3 separate regions of the Oryctolagus cuniculus genome follow, and all the other regions are linked to region 1. The links are chromatin contacts, called in public Micro-C maps. All regions are on one chromosome and are shown on one strand. Each heading gives the region's core, a stretch centred on a gene start, on an enhancer-like site or on the middle of the called end of the contact. The rest is flanking DNA. Distances are from core to core; before and after follow the strand shown.

Region 1 (5,071 bases), core at 1,126-3,625:
CATCCACACACTAGGATACCAACTCCGACTTCTCAGTCTCTGTAGACAGCCGATGGCCATGCACAGTTCTGTCACACACACAGACCCCTCTGCTCATACACTTCAGGAGCTCCCCCCCCCCATCCTGGCCTCCAGGCGTCAACTGGCAGAGGTGCCTTGCGTGGCTCGGACACGGAAACCTGACCCGGCAGCCCCCAGCTTCCTTTCCGTGCATCAGGAGCAGGGGAAGTAGCACCTTCAGGAGCTTCTGCAAGGGACAGCGGGGCTGACCTCGGGAAAGGTCAGCGGCAAGTCAGCCAGCCCCGGTCACAGCAGCACCCAGCGGGACCACCGGGGCTTCTGGGTGTCAGGTTCCCCGGGAGAAGAAGAGCCACAAGGACTCTTGGAAACGCCTATGGAGGGGAGGCAGGGATGGTGGGGGAATGCTCCCGGCCCCACAGTGTCTTCCCAGGAGTGCTGGCCCAGTTCTGACCCGGGATGGGAGACCTCACTAGGCCCCACTGCAGGCCAGCCAGCCGCCCCCCACCCGGAAGGTTCCAGCACATGCTGAACCAACAATGACGTGGGAAGCTCCCAAGAGCCTCCAAAGTTTCATTTCCTCGGTGCCTCCCAGTCTCCGCTGACCTCTGACCTCTGGAGTTATTGCCAAACTGTCTCGTGTTTGCACAAGGCCTGGGCACTTCCCCGCAGGCAGCTCCCCTGACCCTGTTCTGGGCGGGTGGTCCTATCTCCAGGCTACAGATAAGGCTCGAAGGGGTTAGGGTGTGACCTGGCCAGCGCAGGGACTCCTGTGGCCCTCACTTATTGCTGCGCCGGCTCTCCAAGCTGCTCCCTCCAGCACAAGAGTTTTCAGGAGTTGTGTCTTGCAGTAACGGGGAAGTGGAGACCCAGGGCACCACACGGAGCTGCAACGTCCCGCAGATAATCCGCGAAGGGCGCCCTAAAGCATCCCTAGCGCCCCCACGGCAAGCAGCGGCCGCAGCCCCCCTCCCCTGCCCAGGGCTCGGCTGGAGAGCCCGGCGCGTCGGCGCGGACGTCAGGCCGGCTGCCAGAGCGCTTGGCCGGCCGGGCCGGAGGTGCCCGCATCCGCCCGGGCCTGGCACCGCCGGCCCATTCATCGGGCAGGGCCTGGGTTGCCCCCGTCCCCCCACCCCCCCAGCCCCTGCCGGGCGCCCTCGCGCCAAGCTCCGCGCGGCCCCGCTGGAGTGGGGAACGGTGCTCTCGGCCCCGCCGCCAGGGGGAGCAGGGAGCCGCCTCCAGCACTCCGGGAAGTTGTCCTGGGCGTCCGCGCCCCGGACAGCCCCCGGGGGCCCGCAAGGCGAGCGCCGTGGCTCCGGTCCGCCCCGTCGGGGGCCTGCCCGAGCCCCCGGAGCGACCCCCCGGCTGCGGGCCGCAAGCGGGCGAGCTCGGCCCGCGGGCCCCTCATTCAATCCCGCCCTCCTCACCCCCCACCCCCTACCCCTCGGCCGGCCTCCGCCGCCTTCCGCCCGCCCCCCCCCCACCCCTCCGGCCCGGACTCCAGCCCGGCAACGTCATCCCGCCGCTTCCCGAAACTTAACCCCTTCCTCCGCCAGCTGTGCGCCGCCCCGCCCCGCCGCCAACTTTCTTCGTCCAACTTGGGAGCGCGCGGGCTGGCCCGACGGTCCGGCCTGAGAGGGAGGGGTCGCCACGTCGCACCGCCGCGGCCGGGGCCCCCGACGGCCAGGGCTGAGGGGGGAGTCCGCCCGGCCCGGCGCGCTCGGCCGCCGCCCCTGCACGAGCTTCGGCCCCGCCACACGCCCTCCCCACTGAGTCCGACCCTGAGGGTCGGCGGCCGCGGCCGCGGCCACGGCGGGCGGGCAGGCGGGCCGGCCGGCGCCGCCGGGGGAGGGGCCGCCAAGGAGACGTGTCACTCGCGGCGCTGCGCGGCCGGCCCCGGCGCCCCGACGGCCCGGCCCGGCCCGCGCGCCGCCGCGGCAGCCGCCGCTGCAGGGCCCGGCCAAGTTTCTTACCTGCAGCCGGAGACGCGGGAGGGAGGAGAGCGCAGGAGCCGCCGCCGCCACAGACTCGGGAGAGAGGAGCCGACTGAGCCTCCGCCGGGAAGCCGCCCTCGAACAGCTGCAGGCGCCGCGACCCCGACGCCGTCCGCCCCGTCCGCCGTCCGCTCCGGCCGCTCGCTGGTTGCGTGCGCGCGTGTGGAGTCGTGGCACTTTCTGCCTCGGAGCTGGCGAACGGCCCCCTCCGCCGGGATCGCCGCCTCCTGCCTTCCCCACCCGGGCCAGCCATTCATCGAGCCGCCGCTCCCCATTGGCCCGCTCCCCGCCACTCTGCCGGTCTCCGGCCAGTCAGGACGCGGGCGGCCGAGCCGCGGCGGCGGCCATTGGACAAAGGGGAGGGTCTCCGCCTCGGCCAATGGAAGAGGGGAGGAGCTGCGGGGAGCCACGAGGGGGCGGGGCCGGTGAGGGGCGGGGCCGCGCGGCGCAGCGCTCGGCTGTGCGCGGGGGCGGGGCGGGGCCGGCACGCTCCGCCCACATTGAGGAGGTCAGCGGCCGGGCCTGCCCACTCCAGGCCCCGCGGCCCTCCTGAGGTCGCTGACGAGCGGGTCGGCTCTGACTGGGCGGGCTACGGAATGTTCGAATCCCGGCAGCCCGGGACGCCGCGGGGCTGAGGCGGCGAGATCCGCGAGCGGCCAGTGAAAATGTTTTTCTGGCGAGCCAGCTGATTGCCCCTGAAGCAGCCTGCGCCCTCTAGGGTCCCCCGGCTAAGGAGGACGGGTTCTGCCCAAGAGGGTAAGTCGTTACCTTCGGAGAGATTGCTGTTGGCACCGGAAGGACTTTCCTTGAGCAAATGGAGGACGCGGGGTAGAAGGGCCAGAGGGTGCCGGAGGAATGGAGGTGGACGGCATTGCAGTGTCAGGGAGGGTCTGGCTGAGGCACAGTGGGTCTGGGGCCGCTGTCCGCCTCACGACGCCCTCCCTGCCCCGTGTGACCGGGGAAGTGACGGGCTGTGGCCTAAGGGGGCTCGGCCGTACCCCGGAACCCTGCGCTTCCTCGCTGCTTCCTCATGACAGGCCTTTCTGCTCTTACTAACCAATGCGCCTAAGCCTGAAAGTTGAGACGGAACCTGGGATACCCACAGCCCACTTCGGAGTCCCTGGATGGCCGCCTGGGCGAAATCCAGCTCCTGTGCACACTGAGATGCAGCAGGTGATCATGGCCCCAGGCTCTGGGTCCCTGCTGTCCACGTGGGAGACCTGGATTGAGTTCTGGGCTCCCTGGCTGTTGCCAGCATTTGGGGAGTGAACCTGTGCGTGGAAGATGTCTTCCTTTCAAATTGTGTGTGTGTGTGTGTGTGTGTGTGTGTGTGTGTGCGCGCGCACGTGCATGAGTGTATGGGGCTTGGTTTTTCACCATATAATGTCTCTTAAAACGAACCCTTTAAACGTGAGCCAAAGCCAGGTTCTATGAATTTAGGTTTCCAAGAGGCCAAAAAGGGCTGCGGGCTGCCTGAGCCGGTCCCTGTGGCTGCTGAATCCCATTCTTAACATCTATTTCTTGGACATTGTCACCCCTCCCCCCATTTGTCATTGGGACTGTACTGATTGTTAGGAAAATCGGGAAATACAAGACTTCATGAGGGAATAAAGAGGACTTGGGTTGAAATTAAGCCATTCATTAGGAGTTTTAATCTCAGCAGTTCCTTAGCACTTTAATGATTGATCAGCAGGAATTAACCTGGATTAGCGTTCGGCACCAGTCATTTTTCAGCAGTGACTCCCAGCTTGACGTAAAAGTCAAGAACCTTAGCTTCTGGCTGACGCTTGCGACCAGCTAGTCCTCCTTCCCCTTGGACGAGCCATTTAACTTCTCTGGACATGGTGTACACCTCCAGGACAGTCCCTCCCTGCTCTGACATTCATTCCTTTGTTCCTGGTGTTTGTTGAGTACCTGAGATACACCACCGAGCTGGGTAGGCAGCATAGGGTGATTCATAGATCCAGAAAGGAGCTGTCTGCTCAGGGCCCGTCCGTGTTTCAGTGTACCAAGGACCAGATCCTGGCAGGAGGATTTGATACCAATACATTTGCCCTTCAGTATCCATGGAGGGCTGGGGCCTAGCCCCTCCCTCCTGTGGATGCCAAAGTCCACATTTGCTCAGATCCCTTCTATGAAATGGCCTTGTATTTACACATAACCTACTCACATCTTTTTTTTTTTTTTTTTTTTTTTTTTTGACAGGCAGAGTGGACAGTGAGAGAGACAGAGAGAAAGGTCTTCCTTCCATTGGTTCACCCTCCAATGGCCGCCATGGCCGGCGCGGCCGCGCACCGCGCTGATCCAAAGCCAGGAGCCAGGTGCTTCTCCTGGTCTCCCATGGGGTGCAGGGCCCAAGCACTTGGGCCATCCTCCACTGCCTTCCCGGGCTACAGCTGGCCTGGAAGAGGGGCAACTGGGACAGAATCCGGCGCCCCGACCGGGACTAGAACCCGGTGTGCCGGTGCCGCTAGGTGGAGGATTAGCCTATTGAGCTGCGGCACCGGCCACATCTTTCTATGTACCTAATACCTCATACAATGTGAAAGCTTTGCAAACTGTCATTATCCTACAATTGTTTAGGGAATAATGACAAGGGGAAAAAGTCTGCACATGTTTAGTACAAATGCCCTTTTTTTTTTACATTTTTATTTAAAAATTAAGAATTCCCATCTGCTGATCCACTTCTCCAAATGTCTGCATTGGCAAGGGCTAGACAAGCCTGAATGCAGTCTGGTTTTCCCACAAGAGTGGCAGGAACCCAGCTACCTGAGCCATTGCCGCTGCCTCCCGGGACCTCATTAGCAGGAAGCTGGAGCCAGGAGTTGGGGACTGGAATCGAACTCAGGCACTCTGACATGGGGCATGGGCAAATTAACTGATAGATTCAATGTTATATGTTTCCCCATATAATATGTTCCCCCATATATTTGTTTTAAAGATTTATTTATTTATTTGAAAGGTATACACGCAAAGATAATCTTCCATCTGCTGATTCACTTGCTAGATGCCTGCAACAGCCAGGGATAGGCCAGGCCAAAGCCAAGTGCCCTGACCTT
Region 2 (5,071 bases), core at 1,235-3,734, 250 kb after region 1:
AGCCTGCAAATTTTGCTGAATCAGACTGGGGGAGGAGGTCTTTTTATACCAAAGCTGCAACAAGTAAGGAGATGGAGCTTAGGCAATCAAGTCCTTTTCCTTAACTGCTCCTGGCTCAGGACAGCCAGAAGGAATTAAGTTCCAGAAAGAGTAAAACACAAATGGCTCTAAAAATTCATATCCAGTCCCAACACTTTAGGGAAAGTGTTCTGGGGAAAAATAAAAGTCTCAAAGTTCTGACTTCCAGTTTTAGAAAAAAAAAAAAAAAACTTCTTTCAACTTTCAAAAGAGAACCAAGATGCTCCCAAGCACAACGCTCTACTTTGTTAAGGGACACAGGGTACTCCTGTTCCTACAGTCCAGCGCTCTGGGCCCAACTGTGCTGTGCACGCACAGGAAGGTGTCACCATTGGAAGGTGCCTTTGACTGCTCCAGAAATGCGAGTTTTAAGACCGCTCCCTGAGGGTCTGTTATTCCTTCTATCACCAAAATCTATGATGCTGACGACTGTGCACGCAAAGTCCTGACTCACAAACCGTAAGCATCGCACGAGCCAACAGGAGCGCAGGGCAAGCCTCTGGACCGTCAACTGGCTACGCTAACCTCATTTAATTACGCTAGTAACCGCTCAACCCTCAGCACGCGGCCTGCGGGCGATTTATCCAGACACATCAGACTTCAAAACCTAAGACCGACTTCAGTGAGTATTTGAGCACCTACTAAAGCCCACACAATCCCCACGACAATGCGTTTGGTGTTTGGTGTTTATCGAGTTGAAGGAAGCGTGGTTCGTATACTTGATTTGATGGGAATTCGCCCAGTGGTCTGAGCCAAGAGATCGTTTTCTCCAAAAAGGGAGAGATGGCGCCAATTCGGAGACAACAGGCCCAACGGGTCGTTTTTGCAATGTCAAGTGGATCTCACATCCCCTTTCCAGCCACCACGTTATCAAGGGAAGTTTGGTAATCTTTGCGTTAAAAAAAAAAAAAGAAAAGAAAAGAAAAAACTGGAGCCTGCAGGGATTAACACGGGAACTGGCCTCTGAGCAAGGCCGCGCGTCTCTGCTCTCCCTGGGGTCCACGGGGTCTGCCCCAAGCTCACGGGTGCCTCCCGCGTCGGGCAGGGCCCCCCGGGGAGGGTCGAGGGAGGAACGTGGGGGGCCCCTGGAAGTCGGCGGGTTAGCCCTCACCTTACTGCGGTCCTCCTCCTGCTGCTGCAGCAACTCGGGAACCGCGGCCATGACGACGCGGGCCTCGAGCAGGTGCCGCCTGGCTGTGCGAGGAAAGAAGAGGCTGGGCTGCCGCCGCCGGGGCGCCTCTCAGGGGCGGCCGCGGCCCCGCCTCCGCTGGCCTCCCGGCACGACGGCAGCGGGAGGCCGCCACACTCCGCCACCATCCCAGCAGCCCCGGGAGCGGGCGGGAGGCGCGCCACGTGCTCCCCCAGAGCGGCCTCCCCCGTCCCCGCTGCCGTCCATCTTGAAGCCGGGCAAAGAAGCAACGCGGGGCCTACCCTCGCTCCGCACCACGCGGAGGCCGCTGACCGCAGGACCGCGACGAGAACGCGGAGCCACGGGCACTCTCTGAGCGAGGCACGTCTCGAGAAAGAGCGCGCTCTGCTGCGGGCGAATTTATTACTCAGCCCGAGTCCAAGATGGCGACGAGCGGTGACGTACTCAAGATCTCGTGAGAGCGCGAACGGGCGCGATTTGGAAGCGCCCGCGCTTCCGCCTAAGGGGAGGGGCAGAGGCGGTGCCTCCCACAAAGCGCGCGACTTTGGAGGTGAACGAGAGGCGAGGAGGTGGGGCGTGAGTAGCGCAGTGCATGCTGGGGCTGTCTTGTCTGGGGGCGGGGCTTAATTCCAGACCAAAGCGCGGGACCGATGAAAGTACGGGTCCCGAGAGGTTATTGGGGCTCCGGGACTTAAGCGAAGCGTGGTGGCTTTTGAGGTACCGACCCCCATGCTTTAGGCTGGTTTTCCATTTAGAGCTCTTCCCTAACTCAGACTCCTGCCCGAGGGGCCCCCGCCATCCTGCCGGCGCCATCAGGAAGTAGCTTTTTGGGGACGCCCGCCACTTGCCTGCTCCAACCCTGCTCCGGCAGCTGGAATCCCACGTCTGTCAAACGAGGTTGTCAAAGTCCTCAGAGTCACGTACACGGAGTATTTAGCGAAGAGCCCAGTGTTTAGGAGGCAGGGGACTGTTAACCTGGGACCCGAGGCCGCGGCGGGGCGGGCTCCCTCGTTGAGTCGCCCCTGCCTCCCCTTTCCGGGCGTCCTCTTTCAGATGAAGGGACTGGGGTCGTCTCGCTGGCCCTTGTGGTAGTGATGACCCTTTCGTGGGTTACCGCCTTGTCCGAACGTGCGGGGAAAGTTCATTGACCGCGCTCTCGATGCGCGATCGATGTCGTTCTGATGCAGCTTCCGCCCGGGTGATTCGGATACTCGACGTGTCTGGTACCTAACACTGCTTCTCTCTTTAATAGGAAGACAAAAAGGACACAAGACTGGAAATCAGAGATGAAGGCTTTTCAGGCCGTTTGCAGGCAGCTCAGGCCTTCCAAGGGGTTCCCTGGGGAACCGGCTCCCCGGATGAATTTCTTCACTTCCTCTTACTGCTTTGGCCGGAAGAAAAAGATGAACCCTTACGAAGAAGTGGACCAAGGAAAATACTCTGATTTAGTACGCTCTGTGTTGTCATGCAGAGGCTCTGCCCAGACCCCAGAATCTCTGTTTGAGGAAGACGCTTTGCTCTACGGACCTGTCAGTAAGCGTCATCCCCCTAAGCAGGATAAGGAAGCAAAAGTTCCGCGAAACTGGTTTCCGATCTTCAATCCGGAGAGGGACGTGAGACCCGATGCAAGCGACCCTTCGGTTCCTCTGAAAATCCCCCTGCAAAAGAAAGTGATTCCGAGTGTGACCCGGATCCTTCAGCACACCATGACACCACAACAAGTTTTCTATTTGGAGAGGTGGAAACAGCGGATGGTTCTGGAACTGGGAGAAGATGGCTTTGCAGAATATACTTCAAGTAATGTGCTTACAGTCTGGTCCTGCGTGGTCACTGCCTTTTCTAGAATACAGAGCACCGGGGTTCAGCTAGTAAGGAATCGCTTTCAAATAATGAGCACTAAATAGCGCTTTGTGTGTACATCATTAACTCAATCCTCCTGAAGTTCTGAGTTAGATATTGATAGATAATATTGTCTCCATTTTACAGGTGAAACTGAAGCAGTGAGGTCAAGTAACTTGACTCAGTGATACATAAAATTCATTTGTTTTATGAGATGTAAAACTTAATACTAGAATTGCTTGTTTTCCTTGATTATGGAAAGACGTGGATCACCTGATAACAATTCTAGTTATTTGCTAGGCTTCTGTAAAGAATCCAGTAAAAACACATGGTCCAGATTTAGATCTTAGTAAACTGAGATAATCCAATGATCTTGATTAAGAACTGAGAATAAATAGATGTTAGCCTTCAACCTCTAAGTTAGACAAGTAAGAAAAATGGCTTCCTTAAAAGAGAGTCTGACTAAAAACAAAAACCATTTGGCAGGGATGAAATAGCTACTCCTATAAGGATGGTGTCAGTGTTTTTTGTCAAAATTAAGTTTCACTTTGATCAATCTTTCGCCTGTGCAGTACATGTGCCCCGGTGGTACCCAAGCACTTTTATTTTTCAAGTAGTGTACTTATTTTCTGACAGCTTAAAAACAACTGTGTATGTAAATGTATAACACATTAAACATGTGGCCACATACGTTCTAAAGACAAACGCTAAGTTTACAGGTGGTCCTGGACATGACACAAGTGACCTTAGCCCCTTAAAGCATTCCTCAGCTGTGTGAGGCAGACACACAAAGCAAACAATTCTCTGTATTCTAAACAAGAAACATAAAAATCGTTCAGTGACATCTGGAATTTTTATATGTACCTCTAAAATTTAGAATTGATAGTTTGAGTCTTTAGCTCTTGACACAAAATAAGGAAGTTTTGCTGGTGGCCCTCTTCATAAAGGAGAGGAATTTCTGTTTGGAATGTGAATGAGCCCCAATAGCCCCACCCCAAGGAATTCCAGAGTCAGCTTTTTGATCAAAATTAGCACTCCTCTGTTTTCCTTATCTCAGTATCAACCTTAAAGAAATGAGCAGAATCACTCTTTAGAAAATAGTATAGGTTAGTATTGTGGTCAAAAGAAAGAGAAGACAAGTAAAATCAGAATTCAGTTGATTAATGTGTCCAGAGGAGCAGTCTGAAAAAGCCTGAATTGATAAATTCCTTCCTGCTTGCTCTTGCCGAAGTCCAGAGCGCAGAGATGTGCCCAGAGCTGGCATTCTTCCAAACTCTTGAGCAATATCCCAAGCATCAGTTCACCGTTTTGGTGATAAGCAGAGTGTCTGACTTAGTCTAATTTATAATAAATGTTGACCATAGTAGAAAGGGCAGGAGTTTATTTGTTATAATGTTTTTGGTATGCTGATTTTTTTAATTCTAAAATAGAAGCCATATCTTGTCAGCTCCAGCATCAGAATATTGGAAATGTATGAACGTTTTTAATGTACTTTATATACTGGGACTTAAAAGCATTTCACTTTCATCCCTTTAATTGAGTGGATACTCGAGCTTGATGCCACCTACAGTGAGTCTTTTCTTGACTGTTTTCTATTTTATTTTTACCAATTGAATCATGCTTAGTGTTCTGAGCCTTAGATTCCAAGGGTGCCATCGGGTAGATTGGCATGCTTGTGGGCCTGTGGCTGTGAAGACCCTAGCAGGGCTTAGACCTGCTGCAGGGAATCAGTTGTTGGTGTAGCCGTGGATACAGCAGTCTTCCTGTTTTTAACATGTTTGTCTTATGCTTCATTAAGCTATGCTGTAGACAAATACTACCCTGGTTTTCACTAGGGTTTTGGTTTTTCTTAAGATCTGTTTATTTATTTAAAAGCAGTGGAGTGATAGAGCGGGGGGGTGAGGGAAGATCTTCCATCCACTGTGGTTCTCTCCCTAAATGCCCACACCAGCTGGGGCTGTGGATACCAGGGACCCAGGTATTTGAGGCATTATGTGCTGCCTC
Region 3 (5,071 bases), core at 756-3,255, 180 kb after region 1:
CAACTGGGACAGAATCCAGTGCCCCGACCAGGACTAGAACCAGGGGTGCCAGCACCGCAGGCGGAGGATTAGCCTATTGAGCCGCGGCGCTGGCCCTGGGACTCATTTTTCAAAAGGGGACATGGGGCCGGTGCTGTAGCGTAAAGCCGCCGCCTGCAGTGCCAGCATCTCATATGCTGGCACTGCAGCATATGAGATTGTCTCATCAGGAGCAAACAAGTCCCACCCCTCGCTGGTTGATTGGCACCACTGAGGTGTTAATGCCCACCCCCAGGCCAGAGAGCATCCTCTGCAGTGACACGCAGGAAGCCATGGGCATGCGCGGGCATGGGCTGAGGACTGGGGACACTGACTGCACCTGCCACCTCACTTACCTCCAAGTCTGCACTTCCTTGTCTGTAAGCCATGGATGAGGGGCAGGTATTGGCCCAGTGGTTGACACCAGCTATGACGCCTGTGCCCCACATCCCAGTGCCCGGGTTCAACCCCTGCCTTTGGCTCCTGCCTTTGGCTTCCTGCTACTAATGCAGACTCTGAGAGGCAGCAGTGACAGCCTGAGGGATTGGGTTCCTGCCATCCATGTGGGAGACTTGGATTGAATTCTAGGCTCCTGCCTTCGGCCCCAGCCCAGGCCTGGCTACTGCAGGCATTTGGGGAATGAACCAGTGGATGCAAGCAAGCTCTGCCTATCTGTCTCTCTGCCTGTTGCATGAAGCGGGGGCTGGGAGGAGAAGTAGAAGGAGGAGAGAAGCCTCCCCGTGGCCAGGGCGGCTGCACAGGCTGTCTTGGGTGACACGCACAGAGCACGAGACACATACTATAAATGTCATCACGTCAGCCTTTACTGTTGGCAGGAACACTCCTCTTGGCTACCTGAGAAGAGCTCCCTTCAAAGAGCACTGCCTCCCAGCCTCCCATCCACCCCAGCCTTCAGGGGCCACAGAGACCAGGGAAGGGGCCAGGAAGCCCTGTGCGGACCCAGGGACTCCTGCTAAGACGCACCCGCATCTCCTGCAGTGGGGCAGCTCTGCAGGGCCGAGAATGCTCCCAGCCTGCAGCCTTGTGGCTGCATAGACACTGCCCCCTGAGACCAGGAACAGGGCCTTCTTCCTCTCCCAGACACGAGGCCTGGGGGCGGGGCTGCCACCATACAACGGATGAAGGATGCCCCTGTTCCCAGGGCCTGCCTCCTGCTCTCAGCCCTTAGGCTGGGCCTTTCCCCAGCCTGCCTCGTGGGCCTCGCCAGCCTGAGCCAGGAGTGCACACAGCTGGGTCTGCAGCCACCACACCCTGACCCACATTTTTCTAAAAACCAACAAAACATCCAGCCAGCTACAGACTTCTCTGCACAGACAGCGACCATGGTGCTGGGCTCTCTGGAGCACCCAAGGACGCTGTCTCTCCCCCTGGACCTGTGCCCTCCCTCCCCGCTAGCTGACAGGCCCTGTCCCGCACGAGTAGAGGGGGAAGCACAGGCAGCCCTTGCTTCCCACCCTGTGCCAACACAACCTGCCCCACCCCCCCAGCAGCAGAGACCTGGCTTCTCCCCACTTGGTTTTGTGTTCCAAGTGCAGCCCGAGAAAAACTTTCTGGGGGCCGGAACTGCCCGGAACACTAGCAATGGTTCTGGGCAGCTGGCGAGAGCACTTAGGGAGTTGCTGTTTTCTTCTTTATACCTTTTGTATTTTCCACAGTGGGCACATTCTATTTTTTATTGTCAGAAAAACAAGAGCGCTTTTTAAGTAAGGAGTTTAAAACCTCGTTTGCTCGCCTCCCACGTTTTTGGTTGTGGTGTTTTGTTTTGTTTTGTTTTGTTTTTTTCACGGCCTCAGCTCGTTCCAGGGGTCAGTTCCTCCTTCTCTGTTCCGAGTCCTCTGCCTTCGACCCTTTTGCTTCTCTGCTTCCTGAGAACAGACGCTAACTGCAGTTGCTCCTGCCAGCCGCGGCAGTCCCCAGCCCACCCCCACCCCCATGTTTCTCGGTTCTCTTTCTCCCGGGGAATGTGTGTCATCAGAAGTTGTGCTCTCGCACCAAGCGATGGGCCTCCCATCCCTGCTGCCAGCACGCACGGGGAGGAACACAGCGGCATCATGAAGAAGCGTCAGACAGCCCCGTGCGCAGGGACGTTCGGCCGACTGCCTGCACTCTGCGCAGATGTCAATGTCGCGGAAGTCACAGAAAGCCCGAGGACCTGCTTGGGGGAGAGCAGAGAGACGGGCAAGCAGAGGCCGCAGGCGAGCCGGGATCTCCCTCTGCTGCCTAGGACATTCCTGGGGCCGCTGGCGACAAGGCAATCTGAATAGATCTGCAGATGAGCTAACTGCGCTGGAGAGAGGTCAGCTTCCCGGGGTTGGGTGACCGCACTGTGCTTACCTCGCTGCCTTTTCCTTTTTCAGAATTCTACACCGAGGCTCCGGAGGGTAAAGGACATCATATCTGCAGTTTCCTCTCCTGTGATTCAAAGACAGATACAGAAAGCAACCAGGCAAACGTGGTGAAATGCTAACATTTGGAGAATCTGGCTGAAGCGAAAAAAAAAAAAATTCTTTGTTCTCGTCTTGCATCTTTTTTTCTTGGTCCCCTTGATTTTTGACCTCCGGGTTAATGAAGTTGACACGACGGCTGGATTCCAGCACTGACTCCAGACTTGAACTGGGTCCTTGAACTGTGTCCTCACTCTGATTTGCCCCTGTACAGGCCCTGAGCCAAGAGTTTGGTGAATGATAAATTCACCAGCGAGGACGGTCTGCTGGTTTATTGAGCGCTTACTATACGTGTCAACCCTGGCACGGCCCTGAGTGCTCTACCTGCCACTCCACTCACTCCCCCCACCCCTGGTCGTATTTTGAGGTGGGTGTCACTGTCCCCAAGTTACAGGCACAGAAACTGAGCCTCTCAGAGATGAGCTCATTTCCCCAGGGTGCCAGCAGCAATTCAGCGGCGAGGCCAGAACTGATTCACAGATCTCTCAGGCTCCGCTGTCCTACACGAAGCAACCCTGACATCACCAAGGAGACTTCCCAGCAGCTGCTCTCTTGTAATGCGCCCTGTCTTGCTTCTCCTTTGCTGAAATGATTAAAAAAAAATGCTTCTGAAGCTCGGCTCCCTGGGCCAGTGAACGCCAGAGATATGCTGCTGTTGAGATTCAAATGACTCAAAAAGTAAGTAGGACTTAAAGACCAGCTCTTCGGCTGCACTAGCCGCATGTCAGTTCCTCGACAGCTGTGTGTGGCTTGCGGCTGTTGTTACTGGACCGTAGCCAGATCTGAACAGAGCAGATTGTACCACATTTCTAACATTGCAAAAAAGTTCAATGCGGGGGGCGGGGGGCGGGGGAGAGCAGGCAGCCTGGGATGCCCGCATCCTGTGTTGCAGGGCTTGGGTTGGAGTGCTGCCTCTCCCTCTGATCCAGGACGCACACCCTGGAGGAAGCAGGTTCCCTGTCACCCGCATGGAGACTCACATGGAGTTCCTGGTTCCAGGCTTTGGCCTGGCAGGCCCTCCGCTGCTGTAGGCAATTGGGGTATGAACCAGCAGATGAAAGATCAATCCATCTATCCACCTACCTACCTATCTATCTATCTAATCTCTATCTCTCTGTGCTCTGCCTTTCAAATAAATTTTAAAAAGCTCAGTGAGACAAAGCTATTCCAAAATATTTCACACACACTTCACTTCTCAACATAGCTTTCCATTCAAAGTCAATTTTTAAAAAAATAAAACTCCAGGAGCCAGCATTGTGTATAGCATAGAGAGGGTAAAGCTGCTGCCTGTGATGCTGGCATCCCATGTGGGCACCAGTTCATATCCTGGCTGCTCCACTTTTGATCCAGCTCCCTGCTAATGGCCTGGGAAAAGCAGTGGAGATGGTCCAAGTGTTTGGGACCCTGCTGCCTATGGGGGAGACAGGGAAGAGGCTCCTGGCTTTGGCCTGACCCAGTTCCAGCTGTTGCAGCCATCTAGGAGAGTGAACAAGCTGATGGAAGATCAATCTCTATGTCTCTTCCGCTGTAACTCTGCCTTTCAAATAAATAAATAACTCTCTCCTTTAAAATATTTATTTATTTTATTTGAAAGGCAGAGTTACGGAGAGGCAGAGAGAGAGAGAAGGGGGGTCTTCCATCCATTGGTTCACTCCCCATATGGCCCATCCAAAGCCAGGATCCAGGAATTTATTCTGGGTCTCCCACATTGGTGCAGGGGCCATAGCAAAGAGCCAGATCAGAAGTGAAGTAGCCAGGACTTGAACCCACACCCTTATGGGATGCTGGACCTGCACGCAGGGGCTTTACTTGTTATGACACAGCACTGGCCCCAATAAATAACTCTTAAAGAGAGAAATAAAACTTCAAATACACAAAATTGACTTCTCCGTGGTTCTAATTTGTCACATGTGAAACAAAAATGGTCATGGGAGCATCACGTGTTAGAGGGAGGCACCTACTGGTAGATCATGGAATTACAACCTAGCACAATCAGACACTGGAGTCTGCCATCTGTGGGGTTCCACAGGATCCACAAGGGTGGGAGAAACCACAATTGCAGGAAAGCGTCATGAATGAAGGGCCAGGAGGAGGAACTGGGCCAGAAAAACCCATCCAACACCAGTCTGAAGTCTCCAGCATCACAAGGCTTGTCACCAAGGAGATAAGAAACAGATGTTAGTAATTTGTATAAATAAGTAATTAATTGATTTTGACAATTCCAGAACTCTACCATGGGGCATTTTCTTGTCTTGTTGACTTTTAAAACTCAGCATAGAAAAGGGGTTTATTGTTTCAAACTTAAAAAAAAAAAAGGTTTATTTATTTAATTGAAAGGCAGGATACAGACCAGAGGAGAGAGAGAGAGATCTTCCATCCGCTGATTCACTCCCCAAATGGCTGCAACAACTGGGGCTGGGCCAGGCTGAAGCCAGGAGCCAGAAGCTTCTTCCAGGTCTCCCATGTGGATTCAGGGACCCAAGGACTTGGGCCATCCTCTGCTGTTTTTTCAGGCACGTTAGCAGGCAGCTGGATCAGAAGCAGAGCAGCCGGGACTCAAACCAGCGCCTATATGGGATGCCAGGGCT

Evidence for each region. A called contact is a pair of places that touch in the nucleus more often than the background predicts.
Region 2: a contact with region 1 is called in a Micro-C map of ear pinna, with 4 times the contacts expected there. The contact joins the promoter of SNX5 here to the promoter of RRBP1 in region 1. A contact is called at or near these places in 2 of 6 Hi-C or Micro-C datasets (ear pinna and psoas muscle).
Region 3: a Micro-C map of ear pinna shows a contact between it and region 1, with 2.4 times the contacts expected there. The contact joins the enhancer-like site here to the promoter of RRBP1 in region 1. A contact is called at or near these places in 3 of 6 Hi-C or Micro-C datasets (ear pinna, psoas muscle and an unstated tissue).

Annotation. Positions count from the first base shown.
Region 1 is chr11:42,688,630-42,693,700 of mOryCun1.1, forward strand. RRBP1 (ribosome binding protein 1) reads right to left here and starts at 2,376. Exons shown (of 23, transcript XM_070052116.1): 1 at 1,992-2,376.
Region 2 is chr11:42,933,924-42,938,994 of mOryCun1.1, forward strand. It overlaps SNX5 (sorting nexin 5), which reads right to left and starts at 2,485. Exons shown (of 13, transcript XM_070052123.1): 1 at 2,077-2,485. It overlaps MGME1 (mitochondrial genome maintenance exonuclease 1), which reads left to right and starts at 1,811. Exons shown (of 5, transcript XM_051845360.2): 1 at 1,811-1,945; 2 at 2,481-3,025. The coding sequence starts at 1,821.
Region 3 is chr11:42,864,811-42,869,881 of mOryCun1.1, forward strand. It overlaps LOC108176628 (a long non-coding RNA gene), which reads left to right. Exons shown (of 2, transcript XR_001793303.3): 2 at 2,397-3,096. Among named protein-coding and RNA genes, the nearest start is that of MGME1, 68 kb to the right of the region's middle. Within about 2 kb of position 2,006, at least 3 of the 8 cell types and tissues checked have an H3K27ac peak or open chromatin away from gene starts, as enhancers often do. A contact at or near this core is called in ear pinna, where this site is marked.